Linked DNA regions of Sus scrofa: region 1 is linked to region 2. Evidence: chromatin contacts called from public Hi-C data. All regions are on one chromosome and are shown on one strand. The core of a region is the stretch at or near the end of the contact, and the rest is flanking DNA. Distances in the headings are between cores, read along the strand shown.

What was found. A called contact is a pair of places that touch in the nucleus more often than the background predicts.
Region 1: a Hi-C map of skeletal muscle shows a contact between it and region 2, with 4 times the contacts expected there. The contact joins two enhancer-like sites. A contact is called at or near these places in 3 of 5 promoter capture datasets (fetal liver and liver), 30 of 47 Hi-C or Micro-C datasets (alveolar macrophages, blood, brain and 16 more) and 2 of 2 datasets of contacts at active chromatin or transcription factors (alveolar macrophages and skeletal muscle).

Annotation. Positions count from the first base shown.
Region 1 is chr9:7,193,668-7,199,836 of Sscrofa11.1, forward strand. All of the region lies in intron 2 of PDE2A (cGMP-dependent 3',5'-cyclic phosphodiesterase), which reads right to left. Among named protein-coding and RNA genes, the nearest start is that of MIR139, 21 kb to the left of the region's middle. Within about 2 kb of position 3,859, at least 7 of the 83 cell types and tissues checked have an H3K27ac peak or open chromatin away from gene starts, as enhancers often do. A contact at or near this core is called in retroperitoneal adipose tissue and skeletal muscle, where this site is marked.
Region 2 is chr9:7,151,124-7,158,199 of Sscrofa11.1, forward strand. PDE2A (cGMP-dependent 3',5'-cyclic phosphodiesterase) reads right to left here. Exons shown (of 32, transcript XM_013999451.2): 6 at 5,964-6,073; 7 at 5,175-5,230. Among named protein-coding and RNA genes, the nearest start is that of MIR139, 21 kb to the right of the region's middle. Within about 2 kb of position 4,333, at least 11 of the 83 cell types and tissues checked have an H3K27ac peak or open chromatin away from gene starts, as enhancers often do. A contact at or near this core is called in retroperitoneal adipose tissue and skeletal muscle, where this site is marked.

The sequences.
Region 1 (6,169 bases), core at 2,609-5,108, 42 kb after region 2:
GGGCAGTGGGGAACGGCCCGGACTGGGCATCAGGCCCTGCTGTGCTGTGTGACCCGGGCCAGCTTCCAGCCTCTGTCAGTTGATCCGTGGACATACTGGGCTGGCGCGGTGGTATTGCATTCCGAGGGACCCACCAGGATGGCTCTCTAGAGGGCCGAGGTCCTTCTCTCCTGCTTGGAGGTTCTTTCCCTGCCTCTGATGTGGGTGCCGAGACTGGGCGCAACCCCAGAGAAGCCAGCCACCAGACAGAGCCAGCCATGCGCAGGGCGCTCTCCAGGGGAGCCCCGTGGGTCATCAGCCTCCAGGCCCCCTGCTTGGGACTCCCTTCCTTAAGCCCTTCTTGTAGCCATTCTAGGGCACAAGCAGGGTCCTTCCACCTTGGCCTGCGCTCTAAGGGTGCCAACGGGTCCGCAGCCAATGCCCACACTGCCCCTCTGGCTGCCTGGCCTCTGCCCCAGTCTTCTGTCTTGGGTCCCCGCCGGCCGGGGCAAGTGCATTCCCGTGTGCATGCGTGCGTGCGTGCGTGTGTGCGTGCGTGCGTGCGTGCCTGCGTGTGTGTGTGTGTGTGTGTGTCCAGGAAGCGCTGTCTCCTGTTTCCCCCTCAGGCCAGGACTGCCAGGGATGGAGTGGGTGGGGGCCAGCAGGCCCCTCCTTCCTCCTCAGCCCAAGGTTTCTCCCAAAGACTTTGGGGGCTGGGAGGACAGCTGCTCCCCTCTCTGCCACGGTCAGCAATGACTGGAGATGGGAGGCAGGGGGACGAAGGGAGCCACCCCGTACCCTGCCAGCTCAGGGAGCAGCGGATCCCGCGTGTGCACACACGTCAGAATGCTGCGGCAGGAGAAACTGCCCGTGGGACCCAGCTTGAGAGGGTCTCCTACCCGGTAAATGCCAGCCCCGCCCGCCGTCCCGGGGGCTGGGGGATGCCCGCCACCCAGAGCTGTCTCCACGGCTTCTTGTTATGTTTTTAAAACGGAACGTCGACATTAACAAGGCAGGTGGTTGCAGCTCTTCCCAGCAACCCCATTTAGAATCATTGAATCATCAAATCATCAAATCCTAGAATCCTGGAATCACAGGCTGTCCGCGTCTTCGGCTCCCAGAGTCTCAGCATCTTAAAGTTACAGAATGTCGGATCACACAACCACATATCCACACCGCCCTGGCTGCGAGCTGAGAGCCTCGGAAGGCTGGAACCCCATAAAATGACAATGCCAGATTTCCCCGAGGGCCCTACACCCCGCGAGCCCGTCCATCCCAACGTCCTCCTTGTGTGGGTGAGAAAATTCAGCCCAGAAAGTAGCCTGAGTCAAGATCGCGGAACAGTGGGAACCAAGCACTGCCCAGCCTGAGATCATAATTCGGGACCTCAGCACCCCGGTTTTCCGGAAGTGGTCCAGCTTTTGCATTTGGGATACAGAAGCCAAGGGAAGGTGCCCTTTAGCCCTGCTCACTCCGCCTTCCCCCCTCTCTGCTGCTGCCTCCCACCCACCACCCCGACGGGGCCCCGCAGCAGGCACCTCATCTCCGGCCCCTCATACCCTCAGTTCCTACAACTTCCTCCAGGGGTCTGTAGCCAGGCCCCTCGAATAAAGGCAGCCGTAGATGGGTGAAGTTCAAGGGGACAGTCCCTCAGGGTAGGGGACAGGAAAAGCAAAATGCCTGCCACCTGAAGCCACCAGCCAGAGGACCGGCTTCCCAGAACAAGAGGCCAGAAGGTCCTGGAGCCCCCCGGGGGTCCAGCCACACCAGAGCAGCAGCTTCAAGGGACCCAGATCCAAAGGGGAGGGAAGCGGTGGAGGCTTGCCGTCGGTATTAGAAGCATCACGAATGTACGCGTAGCATCTTCATGAATTTACATTTTAACTCATCTTGGGATGTACTCATACATTTTTGAATTTGAATTTTATTCACTATTACATTTGGCAGATGGTTTTAATGTTTGAATTCTGAACGCTCTTTGCCCCGGACGGATCCCAGGTCCCCAAACCACAGATGAGGATGCGGCAGCCCCCAGGGGGCTCCTGGTCTGTTTAGCCTCAAAGCTCTTGACCAGGGAGGCCGTCCTGAGACCTCTGCTCCTCAGAGACCCTGGCCAGGCCCAGGCGTCTGCCCTGAAGTCCTGTCTGCCCTCACGTGGCCCCTCAGACCCCAGGCCGGCGCTCTCCCCCGGTCACCGCTCCAGCTGACGGCTGCTTTCCCCGCCTCTGCCCCGCTGCGCCTTCACTTCCCTTTCTGGCTTTTTCCCGTTCAGCCTTGTCATCCTTCGTCTGAACCACACTGCCCCAGCCTCCCGCCTCCCCCCGCTAGGTGCTCTCCACTCCGTCCGTGGCCCAGGGAGCTCCCTCACAGGTGGGTCTGAGCAGTCCTGTCCGCATTTTTCTCTTTTCTTTTTCTTTTTCTTTTTTTTTTTGCTTTTTATGGCCACACCCAAAGCATATGGAAGCTCCCAGGCTAGGGGTCTAATCGGAGCTACAGCAACTTGGGATCTGAGCTGCGTCTGCGACCTACACCACAGCTCACGGCAACACCGGATCCTTAACCCACTGAACAGGGCCAGGGATTGAACCCTCATCCTCATGGATAGTAGCTGGATTCTTTACCTCTGAGCCACAACGGGAACTCCAGGCCTGCCTTGCTTTCAACTCATCCCCTAGTGCCCAGTTCCCCTGGAGAAAGTCCACCAAGTTCCTTGACATGGCACCAAAGTCCTGCACAATTTGGCTCCTGCCAGCCTCGCCAGCCTCATCTCCTGAGGCTCCACCCTCCCTGGCCCTGGCTTCCCAGCCCTCAGCCACCCTGGCAGTTCCGGATCCAGCTCCATGGAATGGTCCCCTCCCTCTGTCTGTCACCAGCAAGGCTTCACATTCGCCATTCTCTCCTCCTCTCTGTCCAGAACTTTCTCCTGGCTCATCCCTCGGTTCTCCATTTAGATATGTTTCCTCTTGGAAACTCCCCAGTTTGCCCTCCCTCTCGCTGAATTAGGGGCCCCTGCTCTGCTCTACCACGGCCCCCGAGTTTCCCTCCAGCATCGCCTTCCCCACACGAACTGTCAGCCTCAGCCTTTGTCTCTGCCCCTCCTCCACCCCATCACCTGTCCCCGGGTGGCCCTGGTACCTGGGTCAGTCTACCTGCCGAGGGGCAAATGCCTTGTTGCTCAGCGTGTGTGGCTGAACCTTAAAATGCTCGCTGTGCTCTCTACCCACCCTCTCCGTTGGGCACAGAGGAGGTGCTCACTAAATGGCCATCCATAAAGGCCTGGCAGTACACAGTGTGTGGCATGGACAGGGTGGCCTGCTGTGCCCAGAGGAAGCGAGAGTCCCTGGGCTGGCTGGGGACGTCCTGGAGGAGGCATCTGGAACGATGGTCCGTGTGTCCATCCCAAGACAGCCACTGAGATCAGGCCCCAGGAAGTCCCCGGCCCAGCATTAGGGCCATCAGAGCCTGGCCAGAGTCTGCAATGAGGGAGATTCGGTGACCAGAGCACAGGACAGGGCCCCCAGAGATGCTGGCAGGGCAGTCAGGGAAGGCTTCCTGGAGGAGGGGCCACTTCCGGTGAAACAGGGGGCAGGGGAGAAGGTGGAGACGAGCCGGGCTGGAGAGAGAGATGGGAAAGCGAAAGCCCAGCTCCTTGTTGTCCTTTACCCCTGAGAGGAAAGAGAAGCGGGAGTTGGATGGGCAGGAGGAAAGGAAGAAGCCAAGGAGGCACAGAGATAACCTCAGTGCCGCCACCATGGCCAGGGTGGGTATGGATGGCTGGGGCTGGCAGGGAGCAGATCCCCAGCTGTGGTTGGGAAATGTTTCCTGTCTCCTTGCCAGGGGGTCATTAATAATCGTTTACCCGCCACAGGCAGCACAGAGGCCAGCCAGGGAGCAGCACGGGGCCGGGGCCGGAGCCCAGCCTGGCAGCCGGGAGAGCTGTGTTCCAGGCCCAGCTCTGCTACCTTGCTGGGGAACCTGCACGTGCCACCTGTGCTCTCCTGGTCTCCCCTAATGCTGGTGAAAGGAAGGTCGCTACCGACCTCTCGGCTCTGGGCCTCAGTTTCCCTAGGTGGCAGGTGCCTCGATGGTCAGGATGACTATCTGGGCCCTGCTGAGCCGAGCTCAGGTCACATGGCATGGGCAGACCCAACCCAGGCTCCGCAGGGCTCAGCTTCTGGGGGAGCCAGACCCCAACACAGTGGAGTGCAGGCCTGGAGCACATCGGGCTGTAGGAACCCAAGGGCGGACGGTCCGCTAGGGCCTGGGGGGCTGGAAAGGCAGGGCTTCTCAGACACAGGACGTGGGAGCCCTGCGAGGCCTATCTGGCCACTGGTCTGACCCCAGAACTTAAAACCGTGCCCGCCTGGTACATAGCAGGTGCTCAATACTTATGGAGAACAGAAAGAGTCCATCTGTTAAAGGAGACACTTGTGAAAGGAGCTTGGCATTTGGAAAGAGCTGCCTAAAATGTGATGGTGAAGACAGGACAACAGTGACTCCGGCCAAAGACAACGCGACGGTAGAAGCCTGAGCAGGCAGGAGGCCCGTGGCCGCCAAGAGCCCACCAGCCCCGCCTGGGAGTGAGCGCCAGCCTTCGCCATGCCTTTTTCCAGTTGGGCCATAATCTTCCTCAGCCCGAGGCCACATTTCTCTGCCCATCCCATACCTGCTCCAAGGCTCAGCTTAAGTCCACTCACTTCAGAGAACCTTCTGGAATGTGGTGCTGCGGCGCTGGCCTCCAGCTCCCCTCACTGACTCTGGGGGTCTCTGCGTCTTCCAACCACAGGGAGTCCTGGCCCGCACGCTCGCAAACCTGTCGGCAGGCTGCCCACCAAGGCCTCCCCAGAGCTTTCTGTGGAGGCTACGCCCTGGGCCCTCCTACGGAATCCATCAGACTAGGATCCAAAGGCGTGATCAGGCCTCCTTTTTCAGAGAAACGTCTCGTGAGGACAGGAACTCTCCCCCCGACCCACATCAGATGTGGGGTCAACAAAATTAGAGATACGTCGAGGTCTTCCTGGTTGCCCCCCAGCCCGGGACCCTCCTGGGCACCACCCAGAGAAGAGAAGAGGACCAGCCAGCAGGCAGAAGGGGGCGCTTGGCTGCTCAGCACCCCGGAGATGACGTGAGCAGGAAGGGCACTGGGCCCCGCATGGGACTAAGACCTCAGGGGTGGCAAACTCGCCCAACCCCAAGGCCCGCTCCAGCTGCTCTTGGGCTCCTCTGCCCCCCGGCGCCCTGCTCCTGGCGCCCCCCCGGCAACCACCCAGGCCTCGGCCTGTGCCCGGACCCCTGCCCTCTGCGGAGCACTGCGAGGTGGCGGCCAGCACAGCAACCCGCGACTTGTGCATCCTCTCCCCATCCCCTCCCCATCCCAGCCCCAAACACAGGCGAAGAGGAAAAGAACAAAGCTTCCCGGAGCGTGACATCGGCCGTCTGTCCAGCGCCCGCCTGGCCGGAAACCCAAGACAAAGGCCTTGGTCAAAGCGAGGGGGACGAAGGGCAAAGGGGAGAGGCAGCCTGGCCTGGGCATCTCTGGGGACCTAATGGGAGGGAAGCAAGGACAGGATGGCAGCCAAGCCCTCCCTACACACACACGCACACACACACACACGTCACTCCACAAACATTTATGGGACACCAGCTGTATTCTGCCACCACAAACATCACACCCCTCGTTCCTCACCCCCCACACCTTCTGTACACATGCCCGCACCCCCTGCAGTGCCTTCCACAGCCCCCCCGCCCCGCCTCGCACCCCACACCCCAGCCCCCTGGACCCGCGTCCCACACTGCTCACCACACACGGAACAGCTCACAGGGAGAAAAGATCACGCAATCCACGTGTCACATCGAAAAGTCACAGAGCCCACCCGCCCCCACTTACACGCCACCCTCACCCCCACCCTCCCACAGGCACCTCGCAGACCCTACACGCACCTCGCCAAGTGCGCGCGCGCGCGCACACACACACACACACACACACATCCAATTACATTCCACACACACACATGCCACCCAGACAGAGACACACCCGCATAGATAATGTGCCCACTTCACGTCACCCCAAAACGGCACGGGGTGGGGGCACACACAGCTCCTCAGCACACAGTCCTGCATGCACACTGCCTCCTCCCCACACACACTGGGGGTGCACACGCGCGGACCCCTGCGCCTCGGCTGCTGCACG
Region 2 (7,076 bases), core at 3,083-5,582:
AGCCTCTCGTTTCTGCCAGAGCACCCTTCCCATGCCCAGCGCACACCTCTCATCACCAACACACACACACTCCAGTCTGTGGGCCTCTCTGATAAGCCCATTCTCTGCCCCGGCAGATGGCTCTGGGAAAATCCCCTCCTCCAAAGAAGGGACTAATCCAAAGAAGTAGGCTTTTTCTGATCTCTCCCTTTTCAGCCACTGCCCCACCAATCGCACAATTCCAGTGGACGGTGAGGGAAAGGGGGCGACCTTGGACCCCTCTCCCTCTCTCCGTCCACGGAGCCCTTCAGGTCCTGGTTATGGAATCAGTGGTATCGGCCTCGGCCTCCCAGCCTCGCCCTTTCTGAGTGGGATGTGAGCCACCCCTAAGTGCGGGGCAGAGGCAGAGGCCTGACGTTAATGACGTATCTGCTAAGCCTTAGAGGGTGGATGAACGAATGAATGAATGAATGAATGGAGTGATAAAGTGCTTTACCTCGAGTGTGATTCTCACCAACCTGTGTGCAAGCTTCCACCTTGCAGATGAACCAAGGCCCAGAAAGGTTGGGTGACTTGCCCAAGGTCACACAGCCGAAAGTGACAGAGTTGGGACAGCACCACGAACTCCTTCCCCTTCTCCGCCTATAGCTTCCCTTCTCTAGATCCATTTTCACCACCAGCCCCATCATCCCGCGCCTCTCCAACTTCCCTGTGTGGGTCACCTGGAATCCCCTCGGCCCATGTTTCATACTCTGTGAGGCCCCCTCCCTCACCCCCGCTCGGGTGCTCAGCAAGGGAAATGAGAGCCGAGGGGGGCCCACGGCAGGCCCAGCCAGCCTCCCACCTTCATCACCAGATTCCGGCGCCTACTCAGAGCTGTGCACCACCTGCGGGGCTCCCCACAGTGCTTGTCTTGGGGTCTCCTCGTTCACCTTCCCTCCCTGCTCAGCAGCCCCTGCCCGCCTCTGCTCTGGGTCCCCTGCCAGGAACAGATGGAGAGGAGGAGACCAGCAGGTCTCAGGAAGCTCCCAGTCTGGCTGGGGGTGGGGATGGAGTAGGGATGGGATGGGGGGCTGCAGGCCTGCGTGTCTGAGGAGGAAGGACAGGGCAGACTGGGTGGGGGGGGCGCTTAACGACTGTGGGAGCACAGAGAGGGTGGGTTCCTGGAGGCCACTGGAATGGGCGCAAAGCCTGCTGGGGACACTGCTCGCAGAAGGCCGTCCTGGCAGGGCTGGGGAGTCCGTGGGATGGGGAGGAGAGGACCTGGACAGGGTGCTGGCCGCAGTACCAGGGGGGACGGGCCTGAGAGCAAGGCTAAGGAATTGGACTGTGGCTTAACCATCCTGGGGGATCCCCAGCAGACTTTAGCATCTGCAGACCACGGCCTCTAAGGTCTGGGGGGTCGGAGGGAGTCGGACTGGAGGCAGGAAGACCTGGAGAGGCCCAGGCTGCCAAGGATGCTGTGGAAGGTGAAGTCCTGGCGAGGCTCCGTCTCTAACTCCCAGGAGACAGGCTGTCTAAGGGGCTGGGGACATGGTTCATTTGCACGTGGTTTGCAGAAACGTGGTGGCATTTTACTGGTAAGAGATGTGGGAGGACATCCTTCGTGTTCCTTCCACCTGGACTCATCTCCCAGGAAAAGAGGAGGTTGGGACCCCCCCCCAGGGCCGTGGGGGCAACCCGTCCCTGGGCTGGCAAAACAGCCTGGTCCCCGTACAGAGCTGGGAGACCCAGTGAGAGGCTCGGAAGACTGGAGGGAAGGAAGGAATGGTGGGGGCCTCGCTCCCCCACCCACTGGGCCTGCCCCTCCCTGCACCCCCTCCTGCTGCCTCAGCCCATCCCCTCCCCGAATGTGCACAGACCCACTCTCATGGAGACCCTCAGAGCCCCCGAACACACACCCACACCCACACGCACCCACACGCACAGTGACTGCCATCCACGGTGCACATGTGAACCTGTTGACAGGATGAGCCATGCACACGCGCCCCCCCCCCATATACAGACACAATCACCAGCACACACACACACATGGCTTTTGCTCACCGACAGGAACACATACCGTAGCACCCACTCTTGCTGATCACGGGTGGGTCTGGGGCCCAGTGGGAACACGCAAGAGTGGGCGCTGGGGCTGCAGAGAAGGTGGAAAGCCCCGCACAGCCCCCACCCCCTCAGCCACACCAAGCTAAATGTGACTTAGCTCATGAACACCCCACCCTCGTGGAAGGATCTGGTGCGGCTGGCACGGCTTGGGGGAAGAGTGGGTGCAAATCACGCATCAAATGCCAGAGACCAAGGGCTGCCTGCTCCTCAAAGGGACTTATTATCCCGGAATTGAAGAACAGAGCCAAAGACGCCGCACAAAGAACGTGCAATCAAGGCACCTTGAACCGCAAGCTGCAGAGGCCCAGAGCTCAGCCAAGCAGCCCTGCTCTGGACGGCATATTCCTGGGAGCCCCCCCACACGCCCCCTCTCCGACCCGATCTCTATCAGGGCCATTCCCCCCGCCCCCATATTCCTTGCCGGCTCCCTGGTTTCCTGGCTAGCCCTGGCCATCATTCGCAGTGTCCTCCCTGTGTTGCGAGCCTGTTTAATGTCCAGCACGCCCAGCCCTGCAGACCGTGTTGTCTGGTAGTGCAGGGCCTGTCTGGACTGCTCGGCCACTGCCGCTGTGTCCACAGCACCAGTGCTCAGTGTCTGGCGGTACCCAAGAAGTCTGCCTTCAATTGATGGATGGAGGGACGATAATACAAGAGCAGAGACAGAGGAGAATGAGGCTTGTCGAGGAAGGAGCCACGGAGTCAGCCCTCCAAAGAGATCTGCCCCGTGCCCCCCGCCTTCCCTCCAGACCCTGAGCCCGCAGGATCTGGCAGCAGCTGGGAGGACCCCCGGCTGCCTGTGCTTCCTCCCAGAGGAGGCGAGACCCTGTGGCCCCAGGAACACGGGGGTGGAGCAGTAGGACCAGATCTGTCAGACGTGTGTGCATGGGGGGGGGGTGTCCTGGAGGAGAAGTAGACCGAAAATCCTCCAAACACCTTTCCAGAGCCCTTTGCTGCCCAGGGCTTTTGAGGAGGTGAGGGAACTTCTGGCAGCCAAAGCCGCAGGTCAGTGGCACACGCCCCACTCCCCAGCCTTGCCGGGATCACACTGCCTCTGCTCCTGAGGCTCCCTTTGCCTAGAAGAGTCCTTCCCTTCTTCTCTGCCTGTTCCCCCCTCCACTTGCGCCGCAAAGCCCCATTCAAAGGCTGTCTCCACTGCAAGGCACCCCTTGCAGCTCCAGCCTCTGCCACTGGAGCTCCTGCCAGCAACATTTTTTTTTTTCCCCTTTTTCGACCGTAGCCTCAGAAGTTCCCCAGGCCAGGGATCCAATCAACCGAAGCTGCACCTGCAGCAATGTAGGATCCTTAGCCCCCTGTGCCAGGCTGGAGATCAAACCGGTGCCGCCACAGAGACAAGCCGCATCATTAGCCCACCCGCATCAGGACCACAGCAGGAACTCCCAACATTATGTGGCCAGTGGTGGTCTGAGAGTGACCCTGCCTTCCCCTAGACTAAGCTTCTAGAAGGCAGAAATAGGTCTGACTTCTCTCTCTGTCGCTGCACAGGCCTGGAGCAAGGCCCAGAGCGGTTTCTCTAGGGCAGGGTACCTTTCAGTGATCTGACCTCCCCCCCTCCCACCGCACACACCCTCTGGCCTTTTCTCCTCCCAGGAGAAGGCTGAAGCCTGAATTCCTGGCCTAACCTCAGCCACAGCGTCCAGCAGTCATGGCAACCACCTTCCTGCCCACGAGACAACAGCTTTCCAAGTGTCTTCCCTGTTGCAAGAGCTGCTTCCTTACTGATGCAGCCCCCACAGCCCCAAACCAGGAAGTCCTTCTCAGGAAGCTGCCCGCCCCCAGACCCCTTTCCACCAACAGAGGTGAGCGATCAAAGCCATCGTCTCCCACCCCCACCTCTGCACAGTGTCCCCAGCCTTGCTCCTCCTCCAAGGGACCAGCTCTGGTACAGACTGGGGCCAAAGGAGAGAGGGAAGCGGCGCTGAGAAGGTGCCAACAGCAGATCTGTTCCCTGCAGGAACAGAAGCTGAGAGTGGGGGGAGCAGCTTGCGGGAGAAACCAAGGGGGCCGCGTCCCCCTCAATCAGGCAGATGGGGCGCCTGGGAGAGCCAGCCAAGTACCCCTTCCGTCTTCTCCCCGCGCGGCCGCCCCCCACTCCCACCGCCCTCCCCCGCCAGCGGCTCGGGAAAGGTCAGGCGCCTCGGAAACCTTTAATTCCGTTTTAATGAGCTCGGGAGGAGTCCCCGGGGCGGGCGCTCCAAGACCAGCTCATGTATCTGTCGGCGCCCCTTACTGAAGTGGCGGCCGCCTTGGCGGAAGCTGGTCCCCAATAACGGCGATCTGGGGCAGCGAACCTTTCCGGATGCGACAAAGATTTTGAGCGCCCACCTCCACACCCGGGGGAAGACCCACAAGAGCCGCAAAACTCCGCCCAAACCCACAGAGAGCCGAACGTGGGGAGCTCCGCCAGGGGGCAGCAGAGAGCAGGGGGTCTCGGCCCAGGCTGCCCGCCCAACCCCCCCCAGCAGCGCATCCGCCCTCCAGCTGAGGCTCCCCCCTCCTCCATCACCGACCCAGGAAGCCCGTCCTGCTGCCTGGCGTCTGTCCCAGCCTCAGCCGTGGGTCTAGCTGGGGCTGGACGCCTGCCCAGGCAGCTCTTCCGCGTGGGGCCTCATCTCCTCCTGCCCCCTAGCTCCAGCCACCCGGGTCTCTGAGTGGCTTCCCACACGGTCAGTCGGTGTCCTCTCTGCCCATCTCTCCTCAGGGTCTCTCCACCCTTTCCCCCCTCACCGCATGGAGGCCCTCTCAGGACACTGCCCCCAACCCATCCCAGAGGACGCCGAAGAGGACACAAGGTCCGGGCTGCTCTGGGGACCAGACCCCGGACGGGGCTTATACATCTGCGGCGAGTTTTAGACGGGGTGGGCAACTTCATCCTGCCATTTGAGTGGTGCAGAGGGCTCCTCCCAGGCCCCCCACTCCCCCAGCTGCAGCCCAGCCTGTTGCTCTCTCTCTCTCTCTCTCTCACACACACACACACACACACACACACACACTCACACTCCAGCGAGGCTCCATCCAGCGCTCCCTCCCCTGCTCTCCTCTCCCCACATGCCACCCACACCTGCTCTTACCAAGACGACAGCTGCCAGAGCCCCGGCCTCCTCGTCCACCAGCGGAATGACCAGCACTGAGGGGGAGAGGGCAATGAGGCGGTCCTGCGGGGCCAGTGAGGCTCAGACATCCTGAGCCGGGACCCAGGGAGGGAGACAAAGACACAGACGGAGAGAGGCCCGGACAGAGACACAGAGAGACCCAGAGACCCGGAGAGACGGGTCCTGAGGCGGAGACAACAGCGACCACGGTAACGAGCCCTGCATGGAAGGAGACCCCCTCACTGGACACCTTTCTCGTGGTCCTCCCGGCAACCCTGGGATGGAGGGAGGCAGATAAGGCTGAGCACCCCTAGTTTTCAGATTGGGAAACTGAGGTTCAGAAAGGGGAAGTGACTTGCCCAAGATCACACAGCAAGTCAGGTCTCCTGACTCCCAGTCTTGTGCACTTTCCACATCGAGACAGAGGACAGAGACCTGGAGAGACTGAGACACGAGGCAGAGGGACATGGCGGACGAGGGGCGTGGAGAGGAAGAGAAAGAAAAACAGACAGTGACAGAGAGAGCATGACAATGACAACGGCCCAGCTAGCCACTGGTACAAGCAACACCCCCTCAAGCTAGGTCCTGTTGTGCCCATTTTACAGATCAGGAAATTGAGGCGCAGAGAGGTTAGTAGCCCAATAGAGAGAGAACTAGATGGTGGCTTTGCTAGAGACACAGAGCAAGAGAAAGAAGGAGACAGAGGGATGGAGACAGGGAGAGAAGACAGATGGTCCCTCCCTGCCCTGGCCCAGCTCCCAGCCTTACCTTGGGTGTCAGGAGCCAGTGGAGCCACCAGCCTGGCCAAGGGCCTCCCCTGCAGGTCCGAGGGGCTCAATCCATTGCAGCCCACCCGCTTCCGGGAGATCACAGCCTCTCTGAAAAGAGGAGATGATGCTACCTCTCAGTCCCTGGATCCAAGAGGCGCAGGCCCCACCTTGGGGACACAGAGCGGGCTGGACCCTGCTCATCTTCCAGGGTCTGGACAAGCTGACACGCTGCAGGGTGGATATGAGGAGGGCAAAAACTAGAGTCAGGGGTGGGCGGGGTGGGGGAGCTGACTTCCCCTCCCCACGGAGAGGAGCAGGCAGCTACAGTCTGGCCTCTGGTGCTTCCTGCTGGTAGATACGGGAAAGGGGCTTCAGCACAAATCTCCCAGAGCAAGCGAAGCCGGGCTCAGAGCAAGACTGTCTGGGTTAAATCCTGCCGCAGCTACCACTTGACCTTGGGCAAGTGACCTGACCTCTCCGAGCCTCCCCAGGAGACCTAGGGTGGAGAGAGTAGATTCCTAGACAGCAGCATCCTCAGAAAATCATTTTGGGGCATCTTGTGAGGCCAAAGTACCAGCAGGGAACTCCGGAAGGCTACTGGATGGACGACCTCACGCACTGCACACAGTCCAAGCACCTCGCCCAGATGCATCGGAATTCCCAGCTATCCTATGGATTAAATATTATCATCACTCCCGTGGTCCAGGTGGAGAAACTAGGGCGCCGAGAGGTTAAGGAACCTCTCCAAGGCCCCACAGCTAATGAGCGAGAGAGCCAGGACTTGAACTTGGCAGTTGGCCCCAGAGCCCAGACTCCTATCCAGCACCTTCGAACCTTCTTCCTAAAGAGCTGAAGGGAACTGAGCCTCCAACAGGGCCTGGGACGAGTGTCAAGGCGGCAAAAGGCCAGGCGTGATGGGGCGGGAGGGAGGTGGGAACCCAGACAGGGGAGGCTCTGCTGCGGGAAGCATGAGCTTCTCTGCCCGCACACGTCCCACTCTCCCCACCCCACCCCCCGGCCTCTGGCTCTTCCTGCTTAATTAAGCGCCTGATTTTTCACCCAATGTCACTCTCTGATGATTAATTGTCCTGGGTTCTTCATCCCTCATGCT